Regions from separate parts of the Sus scrofa genome. Here region 2 is linked to region 1. The links are chromatin contacts, called in public Hi-C maps. All regions are on one chromosome and are shown on one strand. The core of a region is the stretch at or near the end of the contact, and the rest is flanking DNA. Distances in the headings are between cores, read along the strand shown. Region 1 holds the start of B3GALT4 (beta-1,3-galactosyltransferase 4). Region 2 holds the start of DAXX (death domain-associated protein 6).

Region 1 (6,665 bases), core at 2,350-4,849:
GAAGGAAACTTGGGTAAACACCTGAGGTGTAAGCGAAAGTCTCAACCGTGTCACCTGGGCTGCTGGGTAAAAACAATGGTCAGGGTCCATCTAAGCCCTTGCCACATTTGCCGCAAAAGGTAAGTGGTAAAAGCCAAAGAACCGTCTTAGGTGAAGCAAAGTTGTTTTCACCTAGGGGTTGGGGAAAGGCTTTGGTTGTCTGCCAGCATTTGTTCACTAAACCGGCCTGGACCATCAGCAGTCAACTTATAAGGTCCCTGCTATATAGGTTTTTGCTCCTCCTAGTGCATCATAAGAGCAATTCTTGTGAAATGTGTATGTCCTGGAAATGGGATAATGGTACACTCTGAAGGGAGAGTAGAAAGGCCAAGAGATTCCAAGCATGAAGAAACCAGGAAATGGGGGGGGGGTCACTATTTCATAACAAGGTCAGTGAGCACAGGCTTAACTAACATAAAAAAATGACCTTACCAGTATGTTTATGTTATGTGGTGCCAGGGCTAAGCCTTTCTTGCTCACAATCCCCAAAGGACACCACAGTAAGTATTTTATAGATAGGTTGTTAATTTAAAATGGTGAATCACAAGCTTTGCTTTATAAGAGCCATCATGTTTACTTTGAATTCTTTTCATTCTGTAATTCAGGGTGCACAACTTTCGGTCTTAAGTGGTGCATGAGGAGACTGCTTCCTTCTATTGTGAAACTAGTAAGGCGGTGCACAGTAGAGGCTTATTTTATTGCACTTTACAGATAACCTCTTTTTTGTGGCAACCCTGTCTTGAGCAAATCATTTTTCCAACAGCATTTGTTCACTTGGTGTCTTCTGTCACATTTTGGTGATTCTCACAATATTTCAGACATTTTCATTGTTATATTTGTTACAGCGATCCATTGTCATTGACTTTTGTTACTATTGCACAAAGGCTCAGATGATGGTTAGCACTTTTTAATAAAGTATCTTTTCATTAAGGCATGTATGTATGTTTTTTTAACGTTAAGACTATTGCTCACTTAATAACCTACATAACTTACATGCACTGGGAAAACAAACAGATTTTGTGTAGCTCCCTTTATTGCAACATTCACTTTTCCGAGTGGTGTAGAACTGAGCCCTGAGTATCTCCACACGTTGGTTGTCTGTTCCCTTTTTAGGGGTTGTTAGGAGGCTTAAGTAAGTGAAAATAAAAGATTAGCATCATTCATTAATAGGCTGCTTCTGTTAAACCCTTTCTGCCTCCTTAACTGGTATTTACTTTAATTATGCAGCCTAACCTTTGTAGTTGCTGAAAACAGTTGAACCAAAGTTTCTGGTGCTTAATGAGTTTTTTGATAATCTCTTAAGGATCCTGAGGCTCTGCTTATCACTGGGAGGTATTGGGGTTTTGCTAATTGTACGGAGAGCCAGCTTTTGCTCTCTTCCTCTGGTGAAAACTGAAGCTTGGAGGTATTTTAAGGATCTAAAGAAGGGGGGAAATACTTGGAAACTGAAAATCTAAAACATGTAGTTAAAGGAGGAGATTGATTGGCCAGGGAAGGGTGAAGTGTTGACTGACACAGAAAAAAGCAACCCCCAGCTGCCGCCACCCCCACCACCCCCCCAAAAAAAACCCGTAAGGTGGGGGGGGTGCTTTTTAAGGCTGCACCCAAGCCATATGGAAGTTCCCAGGCTTGGGATCTAATTGTAGCTGCAGCTGCCAGCCTATACCACAGTCACAGCAATTCAGGATCCTTAACCCACTGAGTGAGGGCAGACTTGTTGGCTTAAATCTCCGTTCTGGTTGCCAAACATTTAAATCGAGGTGTAAGCAGGGGCCATGCTCCCTCTGGAGGCTCTAAGAGTCCTTTCCTGTCTTACCTTCTGTCTTCTGGTGGCTGACAACAATCCTTGGAACCTTGTCTTAGAGCTGCATCACTCTGGTGTTATCACATGGCCTTCTTGCTCTGTGTCTGCTCTTGTAAGAATACCAGACAGACAGTGGTTTTAATCCAGTTTGACCTCATTTTAACTATATTTGCAAAGATCCTATTTCCAAACAATCACCTTTGGAGGTTTCAGATGGACATACACTTAGTGGGACACAGCTCAACCCAATACACCATCCTTCACTATCCAAATCTGACTCATGAGTTCAGGTGGCAAGGAGCACTGGTGTTGGTGATATGCCACTGATTTAAGCAGTAGTTGATATTGATTGTAGAGATGGAATGACCTGCCCAAAGAATCATGACCCATGGCCCAAGTGAGCAACTGACCCTTTTATTTCAGAATACTTTAGGATGGTTTGGTCTTTTTAGGGCCCCATCCATGGCACATGGAGCTTCCCAGGCTAGGATTCAAATTGGAGCTATAGCTGCCAGCCAACACCAAACCTGCTGCAGCAACTCCAGATCCTTAACCCACTGGGCAAGGCCAGGGATCAAATGTCAGTTGGGGTTAATTAACTAGTGGGCCACAGCGGGAACTCCCAAAATACCTTAGTCTTGGTACTTTGTTGCTACCTCAGCTTGGAGAGACACTAGCTTTGCCCTCCACAGTGCAGAAGTTGGGAGGTGCTGCTCCTCAGTGTGCTGGGCAACATGTAAAAAAAGATTCTGCTTTGGGGGGTGTGGGCATCTGCCACGAGTTCTTCATTCATGGTCCAACCCTCCCCAAAGCTTTTTCTCCTTTAACAGTTAAGACTTCCTGTCTAGGAATGTGTGCAAGCACTGGCTCTACCTTTGTTTTTCGAATCTTGGGTCTATGATGGAAACCAAGAAAATCACTCATCCAGCTCCCAAACTTCTCCTCAGGGTGTAGGACGGAGATATGCTCATGTGGTGTTGAGGAAAGCAGACATCGACCTCACCAAGAGGGCAGGAGAGCTCACAGAGGATGAGGTGAGGATGAGAGGGGGCTGTGGGTTGGCCCTGAGGGGGACCACCTGGACCTGACCTGAGTCTTTGCCTGCCAGGTGGAACGTGTAATCACCATTATGCAGAATCCTCGCCAATACAAGATTCCAGACTGGTTCTTAAATAGACAGAAGGATGTGAAGGATGGGAAGTACAGCCAGGTGTGTATTGGGATGGGCGGGTGTGCAGGTGGAGCCCAGGGGAACAGGTAGAGCAAGTGACCCTCGCCGCCACCTCTGCAGGTCCTGGCCAACGGTCTGGATAACAAACTCCGTGAAGACTTGGAGCGACTGAAGAAGATTCGGGCCCACAGAGGGCTGCGCCACTTCTGGGGGTGAGTGGGGCGGGGGTGTCATCTCTGCCTCCCCCTGGACCCCCACAGAATTCTCACGTTCCATCTTTCCCCAGACCTTTGCTTTGTGTGGTGTGTGACTCCTCTCTTTTCCCACTTGCAGACTGCGTGTCCGAGGCCAGCACACCAAGACCACAGGCCGCCGTGGCCGCACCGTGGGTGTGTCCAAGAAGAAATAAATGTGTCGGTGCTGCCTGTTAATAAATAGTTTATACAGTTATGGCTTGCTTTCTGGTTCTTTTGGTCATTTTCTCCCTTAGCTGATGGTCCAGATTTAAACTATGATATTCAGTGCCCCACCCTGAGTTGGGAGGGAGGAGGATCACGAGCTGCTGGCCTTGAGGGGAACCCTTACGGGGCTGGGGCTGGCATGCTGTGTAGGCGGCCAGGCCAGGCCAGCCCGGACAAAGCGAGCGGCTGCGGATCTTTACCGCCCAAGCCGTCGGGACCGGAAGTCGGGAGGCGGGAATGTTGCTTTCGGTGACCCGGAAGAGTAGTTCCGTGTTTGGGAGGAGGTCGCTGCGGATCGTCCCGCGGCCCCGAACCCACTCCTGCCGCGTCTCGGCGAGAACGCCGCGCCCTCCGTTCAGGTTCTGCCTTCCGAGGGGGCGAGAGCTTCACCCCGGACGCCGGGACCTGCAGGCCCCGCCCACCCAGCGAGGGGCGGGGCCGGGGCTGACCAGGTAACTTGCCGGCGCCGAGCTCCCAGCTCACCTCGTGCGGGTCGTGGCGGGTTCGGCAGGCTAGTGTCCCGGAGCCGACCTGACCAACCTCCCTTCTTCCCCTCCAGCTCACCAACGACCGTCGCCCACCATGCGCCTAAGCCTCTCCCGGCGCCTGCTCCTCGCCGCCCTGCTGTTGGTGATTATCTGGACTCTATTTGGACCCTCAGGCCTCGGGGAGGAGCTGCTGAGTCTCTCGCTGGCCTCCCTGCTCCCAGCCCCGGCCTCTCCTGGGCCGCCCCTGGCCTTGCCTCGCCTCTTGATCCCCAACGAGGAGGCGTGTGGCGGGCCCGGCGTTCCTCCGTTCCTGCTAATCCTGGTTTGCACAGCCCCGGACAACCTGAACCAGAGGAATGCCATTCGGGCCTCGTGGGGCCGGCTGCGCGAGGCCCGGGGGCTCAGGGTGCAGACTCTCTTTCTGCTGGGAGAGCCTAGCGGAGGCTCCAGAGAGAACGACCTGGCCAGGGAGTCAGCTGCCCATGGGGATATCGTGCAGGCGGCCTTCCAGGACTCCTATCGCAATCTCACCCTCAAGACCCTCAGCGGGCTGAACTGGGCTGACAAACACTGCCCCATGGCCCGCTACATTCTCAAGACTGACGACGACGTGTTTGTCAATGTCCCAGAGCTGGTATCAGAGCTGGTCCGGCGAGGGGGCCATTGGGAGCAATGGGAGCAGGAGCCCCAGAGAAAGGCTAAGGTTGGTGATGAGGAGGGTGGGGAAGGAAGCCCCACCTCGGGGAGCCAGCCGGTGCCTCTCTTGTACTTGGGCCGGGTGCACTGGCGGGTGCACCCTTCTAGGACGCCAGGAGGCAGGCACCAGATAGCAGAGGAGCAGTGGCCTCCCGCCTGGGGCCCCTTCCCCCCTTACGCCTCAGGAACGGGATACCTGCTGTCAGCATCTGCTGTGGAGCTCATCCTGAAAGTGGCCAGCAGAGCACCCCCTCTGCCACTGGAGGATGTCTTTGTGGGGGTAAGTGCCCGACGAGGAGGCCTCACCCCCACCCACTGTGTCAGGCTGGCTGGCGCCACCCACTACCCCCTGGACCGGTGCTGCTACGGGAGGTTCCTGCTGACCTCCCATAGGTTGGACCCCAGGGAGATGCAGGAGGCCTGGGAGCTGGTGGGTGGCTCTGATGGCCGAAGAACTGTACCCTTCTGCTCCTGGCTGCAGGGAGTGCTGGGCATCCTCCGGTGTCGGGTCATAGCCTGGCTTCACAGCTGAGTGCCAGGGGCACAGGGTCCTGTCAGCAGCCCCCTCCCCACCTTTTCCCTCCCTGGCGGCTGCAGCTGGTCAGTCTCTCCCATACCAGATGCTTGGTCACTGAAGGCAGAGATACAGGAGACAGGGCAGATTGGGTTGTTCTCTCTAAACAAAGCAGGAGCCAGGTACGAGCCCCTCAATAAACTTGTCTCTCTTCCTCTCCAAGTACAATGTGGTCCTCACCAGGAGTCCCAGAACACACACCTGGGGAGCCCAGAAGTCGCCAGTCCCCACTGGATGGGAAGGACACCTCGGGATGGGAGAAAGGGAAGTCAGCCTCTTCATAGAGGACAGCCCTAAGGAGCAGACTAAGGCCACAGAGGTGGCAAAACGTGGGGCGGGTGCAGAGGAAGCCAGCAAGACCCCACCCCCACCCCCCAGCCCTGATCCGAGAGTAGCCCATGCCAGCACGGGGGGAATGGGTCCACAGGATGATCCAGACACAAGATGCAAAACCCTCCTTCCTCTTTAATACCCATCCACCCAGAGCCAGCTGGCCACCCCCCTCACCCCTCCAACCCCCGGCCCAATGGGGAAGGGCTCAATGCTCTCTGCGCGTTCCAGGGAACAGGTCATTCCCCACTGGTGGGAGAACATTGTTCTCAGGCCACCTTGGAGCGGGGCTCAGCGCACAAATCGGTCCAGGGCAGATGGCCGGGCCCCTGTGGGCTTGGCCTTCTCTTGCTTCTGCTGCTGCTGCTGTTTAAGGCTCTGCCGGACTTTGTCCTGGGGAAGGAGAAAGGGGCGAGGTGCAAGGGGTGGGCCGGAAGCCAAACCCACAGAGGGAGGGCCTGGCCTGCAGGATGCCACCGTGACCCAGTGCTCGTTTACCCTGTGTTCTTCATCCATGACCTTCTTCTTCCTCTTCACTAGACTTGCTGTGGAGCTGCGGCCCTTCTGCTTTGGCTTTGGCTGGAAGGGAGCCTTGGCCTCGGGATCATAGCCCTGAGGGAGGGGACAGGAGTGAAACCTGTAACAGGCTCCAAAGCAGGGGACCATGGCAGCACCTGCCCTCAGAGCTATACTGGTGGGGACGCAGTGGGGACAGGAGGTGGGTGTGAGGAAGGCCCAGGCCCTGCTCCATACCAGCCTCTCGATCCGTTCCTTCTTCTCCTGCTCCAAGGAGACCACATCTACCTCTGCGAGGGCTCGGGGGTCCAGGCAGATGAGCTCTGCTGGCACCTGGACGTGTCAGAGGGACAGCAAAGGGTGAGGAGGTGGGAATCTGGGAGGCTGCTGAGCCCCACACTGCAGACCCCCACCCAGAGCACAGTCCTCACCTTCTCCAGCAGGGCCTTCACCTCCCACTCCTGGCGCTGCTTGCGGCTCCGGTAAGGATTACTCTCCAGCCCATCAAAGTTGGGCTCAGCAGCCCCTGGAGGGAAGGAGGGAGGGAGAAGCCATAACTGACCAGCTCCTGTTCTGCCCAGCGTTC
Region 2 (6,665 bases), core at 2,137-4,636, 38 kb after region 1:
GCAAGGCTTCAATCTCTAGCTCAAAGAGCTGAGACGCAGGGCTCTCCTCCTCCAGGGGCAACTCCTCAAGACGCTCGCCACTGCTTTCAGCATCAATGCTGGAGGGGGCCGGGGGCTCTTCTGACAGTGAAGATGGCGACACCCCAAGTGCTTTGCTTCGCTGCTCCCCTGAAGACCTGCTGATCCCTTTGCCAGGCTCCATGTTCTTCTCAGTGGAGATCTGTAGTGGGGACATGGGGCTCTTATCTCCATCCTTATCTGGAAAAGAAAAGAGGAGAGGATAGAGTAAGAACTAGGGGAAGAGAAGTGCTGAGAGGATGGGAAGGATCTCAGATGATGGGGCTGGTGCCCAACAGTCGAGGGAGCTGACACACGAGAAGACTGTCTTCCTGACATACCTGCTTCCTCCTCCTCCTCCTCCTCCTCCTCTTCATCGTCCCCCTGACCTTCCTGCATCTGTTCCAGATCCTCCTCCTCTTCTTCGGAATCTGTGGCCTCCTCGTCTTCCTCCTCATCCTCCTCCTCTTCTTCCTCGTCCTCCTCCTCCTCCTCATCACTTTCCTCATCTTCCTCATCATCTGTCTCAGCCTTGGAAGTGGTCGAGCACTCCTGGGAGGCCATCCCACTAGGGCCCTTCGGGGGACAAAGGAGTTTCTCTAAGGAATCCCTTGCCCCCTTGAGGGACTGGTTCTTGCATCCCTTCTGCACACTCCGCCATCAGTCCCAAGGACTCCCTCCTGGCCAGTGCAGGGGAAGGACAGGGTCTCTCTCAAGGGTGTGGCCCTTCCATACCTCGCCAGAATCCAAGGAGGCTTTGGGGGGTTCTGCAGAGTGGGCAGAGGTGGCCTGGGGGAGCCGAGCCCTTCTCTTCTGTCTCTCGCCCTCCTCACTCTTGTCTTGCATCATTGCATATTTGGAGATGACCTCATCCAGTCGGCTCATAGCCAAGCTCCGGTTCTCCCGCAGGCGCCGGGCTAGGACAGGATCTGACAGGGCAGGATCGACACCTGCATGGGAAGACATAGGTCAGAGCACTCACCCAGAATCCTAGAAGGAGGGACTCCAGAGAGCTTCCTCCAGCATAGGCCAACACACCAAGGGACTGGGGAGACCCTGCTAAGGCCTACCTGGCCTGTAGTCGTCTGTGAGGTGACAGCCGAAGTTGTAGATGAGATCGAGGTGGCGACGTTCCTGCAACCTGATGCCCACATCTCGGAAGGCATCCTGAGCCATGAGCTGGAGCTGCTGTCGGGGGAGGCCAAGGCTGTGCCGAGCAGCTGCCTTCTCGACAGCCCGAAGTACGTCTCCATAGTCAGGGAAGGTATCAGGCCCTGGCTTGTTGATGAGCCGCTCGATGCGCCTGTTCACCTCCGGGTAGCGGGTGCCCCGGTAGGGGATGCGCTGCTCTATGACCCGGCCCGTCAGAGAAGAGCATTCTTTGAGCTCACACAGCCGCCCAAAGAGGCGGATCAGCTTACGCTTCAGTCTGGCCTCCTGCAGGTAAGTGGAGTCCGGGTCGTCCAGTTCTGAGAGATCCAGCTCCTTTTCCTGCAGCCGCCGGATCTCTGCCACATAGAGCGCAAGAAGCTGCTCCAAGCGCTGGATCTGCCGCCGGGAACCACGGGTCCTTGGGGCCTCAGAGGCAGTGGTCTCAGCATTTATGGGGTCCGAGGAGGGGCCTGTGGGGGGGTCATTCCCGGAGGGCTCACTAGAGGTGGTGGCAGCAGGGGCCAGGTTCATCTTCTTCTTGGCCGAGTTGGCCTTGAGAACAGTGCAGAGCTCGTTAATGTAGACATAGAGCTTGGCGGGCCGGCTCTGAGCCCGGGAAAGGACCCGAGAGAGGATGTTGTGGAACTCCGCCGAGGCCAAAAACAGTGAGTGGGCCCGCTGCTGCCGGCTAGAGAGGAACGGGACCACCTCAGGGTGGTCTGCTGTCTGCCTCCTACACAGTTCAAGGAACTGGAAGGTTCACGGGGAAAGGGACAAGGGATGGGTTGAGAGAAAGAAGGCGAGGTGGGGTTAGTGGGGAAGACAAGACAAGAGAGCCAGTCGGCCAGCCCCCTCCCTGGAGTACAAGAATCCTCTCCCCTAAAGCTCACCTCTTTAAACAGCTTCTCATTCTCCAACTTGTAGCATTTCTTGCCGCCCGAACTACTGCCTCCTCCAGCCCCATGGGGCTGGGAGGAGCCAGGGGCTTCTGCCCTGGGTGAGGCTGGAATGGGGGCTGCCCTGGGTGAGGCTGGGTTGGGGGGTGGGTGGGAGGGCCCTGGCTGAGCAGCTGCTTCATCTTCGTCATCATCATCCAGCACGATGATGCTGTTAGCGGTGGCCATGGGGGATCAAATCCCCCGGAGGGAGGAAGTGGTGGGGTTTTCGTGATTCCTGCTGGAAGGGGACGGGGCCTCAGAAAGAGCCCCTCCAGCAGAGCCCCATCCCTTCATCTCACACATTTTTGTCTTCTTGGTTTTCAAAAACACCCAGCCATGCCCAACAGTGTCCTCACTGCCTGTCTTCAGCAACCATTAGTACCGTGTTTTTCTGTCCCTTTACTACGAGAGCCCCAAACCCTCGGAAAACCTGAAGTCCCACCCCCAGCTCCACCCCTCACGTCGACATCCGGTCTTTCGGTTGCATTTCCCCACTATTTCTCATAGGTGGCAAGTTGATTCTTCTCAACCCCGGACCACCTCTCACACTGCACTCCAGATTTCCTCGACACCCCCTGGAACAGATACCACACCCTCGTTGGCACCACCTCCCCGTGTCCCCCTTCCGCTCTCCCACAGGTTCGCCCCGTCCTGTAGGATCACCCCAACTCCCAGCCTCTCCGAGGCGAGGGTTGGTCCTCCCCACATCCACTCCCCTTTCTCCTGCCAAGACCACCTCCCTACCCCGCCCTCCGGTGGGTCTCCTCCAGCCGGGGCGGCAGTCGGAGATAGCTCGGCTCCAGTCCCCTCTCTCTCACACCAACCCGAGCCTCCCCATTCTCTCCGTGTGACCTGTAAGCGACCGTGGGCCCCACACTGGTCTCTCCTGCTTGCTCTCACACTCTAGTCCTGAGGCCGGCCCTGCCCCCGGAGGAGCTTCCCGCCAAGTCCCCCTCCCCCAGTTCAGCCCCCGGCCCCCCCACACCCCTTCAGGGATAGTAAGGAAGGTACCTCAGCCTGCCCCTCAGACTCAACGCCCAGGACTCCCGAGTACCTCGACCTCGACATTCCCGCCCCGCCTTCGCCCCCCGCACCGCCCGGCCCCACCTCAGAAACGGTCTCTCGAGGCGACACTCGCCGCGGATCTCAGAACCTCGCATGGTTCCCTCCGCCTTCCTTCCCCCTCCCACCGCAGGCCCTACTCCGGACCGGAAGCGGCGGAGTTTCCGCCTACAGGCTCCTGGGTGCGGCCATGTTGCCGTACGGATCCCAGTCTCCCCAGTGGCCGGAAGTGACAGTAGGCCCGCCTCCTCGAGCACCTCCAGTGCCGCCCACATAGTCTGAGGCGCCTTTCTCCCTGACCTGCAGGGGGCGGATTTGCGCCCCTCCATCCCCCATTCGGGGCCTCTCAAGGTACATGCGGGCCGCCATTTTCCCGTACGGCGTTGGCTACGCCCCGAGTGGGGGCGCGCCGCCAGTGAAGCTCTTTTCACCCGGTGCTTCTGCGACTCGGCCAATCAGAAGCTTCCCGCAGCCGGCCAACCGCCAGCGCGTCGCGTGCGGGGAGGACAGAGCCACCTTCCCAAGGGGGGGGGGGGGGGTACGGAACAGAGCAGCAAAGGAATTGAGCCCTCCGAGGCTGCACAGGGATGCACGGAATGGGGGGAGCCTCTTGAGAGGAAAATAAAACCTTTTCCATCCGCGGCGCTATTGACAAGCCCTCTGGCGCCGATTTCCTACCTGCCAGGTACCAGTTTCCCTGGCTTAATCGACTGTACCTGCCATTCCCTTCTATGGGCCCGCTCTCCTTTTCGCTGTCCAGCTGCTACTTCTACCGACAGGTGCCTACTTCGCCCAATTGCGAAGTCCTAACACGGGATACAAATGAGCACCACGAGCTGTACAAATGTGTTTTATTATTATTGTTATTGTTGCTGGTTTGCTTTCCACTACAGAACTATTGGCCAACCAAGTAGGTAGAATCTAGGTGGTTCTACGACGTCTTTTCTGGAGGAGGTCCCCGAGGCGGAGGCGATGATGGCCGGGAGGCCGGGCTTTGTCCAGAAGCTCCAGGGCCTGAGGACGGGCGTTGTGAGGAGGAGGAGGCTCTGAGGAGAATCTGCAGATTGCCGCTGTATGGACTGTGAGACGAAATGAGGCTCGTAAAAGGCCTCGGAGTCTCGTCTTTTCTTCTGGAAGTGCTGATGAAAGAACAAAAAGAGAAGAAACCAACTTTGACGCCCGCCTCGCCTGGACCCCCACCTAGCCCAGCTTTAGGGAAGCTGGAGGGACTCACGGAAGCAAAGCTGGGTCCAAAGGTGAACTTCTGGGGAAACCAAAAAGTTAACACCGGTCCAGTCGCTGAGTTTCCCACCTCTTGGATCCCTGCATACTCCACAAATGTTGGGCATCTTGCCACTTTATTTTCTTGTTGCACATTTAAAGATAAATTTTATTAAAATATAGCAGAAGAGTTTCCGTAGTGGCTCAGTGGTTAACAGACCCCACTAGTCCCCATGAGGTTCAATCCCTGGCCCCGCTCAGTGGGTTAAGGATCCGGCGTTGCCGTGAGCGGTGGTGTAGGTCGCAGATGCCACTGGGATCTGGTGTTGCTATGGCTCTGGTGTAGGCTGGAAGCCGAAACTCCAATTAGGCCCCTAGGCTGGGAACCTCCTTAAGTCCGGGGTGCGGTCCTAAAAAAGCAAAAAAAAAAAAACAAAAAAAAAACCAAAACCTGAGGAAACGTCAGGTGACTGGCCCAAGGTCACGCTCACACAGCTTTCTCCTTTTTTTTTTTTTTCGGTCTTTTTGCCTTTTTTCTAGGGCCTCTCCTGCGGCATATGTAGGGTCCAGTCAGCTGTAGCCACCGGCCCATGCCAGAGCCACAGCACCACCGGATCCGAGCTGTGTCTGCGACCTACACCACAGCTCACGGCAATGCCGGGTCCTTAACCCACTGAGCAAGGCCAGGGATCGAACCTGCAACCTCATGGTTCCTAGTTGGACTCGTTAACCACTGCGCCACGACGGGAACTCCAGCTTTCTCCTTTTTTCATCTTTTTTTTTTTTTTTGATCTTTTGGCTTTTTAGGACCCCACAAGTGGTATATGGAAGTTCCTAGGCTAGGTGTCTAAGGTGTCTAATTGGAGCTGTAGCTGCAGGCTTGCACCACAGCCACACAGCAACGCCAGATCTGAGCCGCTTCTGCAACCTACACCACAGCTCACGGCAATGCCGGATCCTTAACCCACTGAGCAAGGCCAGGGACTGAACCCACAAACTCACGGTTCCTAGTCGGATTCGTTTCCGCTGCACCACAAAGGGAACCCCCCCAACTTTCTCCTTAAAAAAAAAAAAAAATGCAAGAATAGTTCTCAACCATGAAAGCTCCTGGGGATAATCTTACCTTGTCTTAAATAAAGAAGAGACATGTAGCCTGTTTCTTTCATCAATGTATCATAAATATCATTTGTCTCATTTTTTTATTTTGATTTTTGGCCTTGCCCGCAGCATGCATACATTCGAAGGGGCAAGGATCAAATCTGCACCACAGTATCGACCCAAGCCACAACAGTGACAATGCCAGATCCTTAAACCACTAAGCCTCCAGGCAGTTCCTGCTTATCTCATTTTAAATGTAATTCTTTTTTGTCTTTCTGTCTTTTCTAGGGCCGCACCTGTGGCATGTGGAGGTTCCCAGGCTAGGGGTCTAATCGGAGATGTAGCCGCCAGCCTACACCAGAGCCACAGCAACACGGAATCTGAGCAGAATCTGCAACCTACACCACAGCCCACGGCAACGCCAGATCCTTAACCCACTGAGCGAGGCCAGGGATCTAACCCGCAACCTCATGGTTGCTAGTCAGATTCGTTAACCACTGAGCCATGATGGGAACTCCTAAATGTAGTTTTTATTTTAACCATTATGAATATGTGTACAATCTTTATGCTATTTGATCAAGTCTGCTCTCATAATAATTGTAATGATAAGAATTCCTGTTGTGGCTCAGCGGTAAAAAACCCGACTAGTATCCATGAGGATGTGGGTTCAATCCCTGGTCTCACTCAGTGTGTTAAAGATCTGGCGTTGCCGTGAACTGTTGTGTAAGCTGGCAGCTACAGCTCTGATTCACCCCTAACTTGGGAACTTCTATATGCTGCAGGTGCAGCCCCAAAAAGACACACACACGACAAAATTGTAATGATAACCCAGAAGAAATTTTTCTAAAAACTAGTCTTGGAGTTCCCACTGTGGTGATGTGGGTTAAGGATCTGACTGCAGTGGCTCAGGTAGATGCGGAGGCACAGTTTGGATCCTACGAACCCCAGCTGGGCAGCAGTGGGTTAAAGGATCCCCTGTTGCCACAGCTGCAGTGTAGGCCTGCAGCTGCAGCTTGGATTCCATTCCTGGCCTGGGAACTACCAATATGCTGCAGGCATGGCCAAAAATTAAACAATAAATAAAAGATTAGACAACTAGAGTCTTATGGTCGCAAGAAAGAAAAATATTTTTCACCT

The links. A called contact is a pair of places that touch in the nucleus more often than the background predicts.
Region 2: a Hi-C map of liver shows a contact between it and region 1, with 2.4 times the contacts expected there. The contact joins the promoter of DAXX here to the promoter of B3GALT4 in region 1. A contact is called at or near these places in 1 of 5 promoter capture datasets (liver), 10 of 47 Hi-C or Micro-C datasets (blood, fetal liver, heart right ventricle and 3 more) and 2 of 2 datasets of contacts at active chromatin or transcription factors (alveolar macrophages and skeletal muscle).

What each region holds. Positions count from the first base shown.
Region 1 is chr7:29,639,450-29,646,114 of Sscrofa11.1, forward strand. It overlaps B3GALT4 (beta-1,3-galactosyltransferase 4), which reads left to right and starts at 3,600. Exons shown (of 2, transcript XM_001927568.5): 1 at 3,600-3,927; 2 at 4,035-5,398. The coding sequence starts at 4,058. The coding sequence ends at 5,191. It overlaps RPS18 (ribosomal protein S18), which reads left to right. Exons shown (of 6, transcript NM_213940.1): 3 at 2,791-2,877; 4 at 2,952-3,053; 5 at 3,135-3,226; 6 at 3,348-3,463. The coding sequence ends at 3,423. It overlaps WDR46 (WD repeat-containing protein 46), which reads right to left. Exons shown (of 15, transcript XM_005665882.3): 12 at 6,511-6,605; 13 at 6,317-6,412; 14 at 6,062-6,175; 15 at 5,679-5,956. The coding sequence ends at 5,855.
Region 2 is chr7:29,677,759-29,684,423 of Sscrofa11.1, forward strand. It overlaps DAXX (death domain-associated protein 6), which reads right to left and starts at 3,387. Exons shown (of 8, transcript XM_021098591.1): 1 at 3,255-3,387; 2 at 2,100-2,385; 3 at 1,128-1,959; 4 at 793-1,007; 5 at 447-633; 6 at 1-258. The coding sequence starts at 2,333.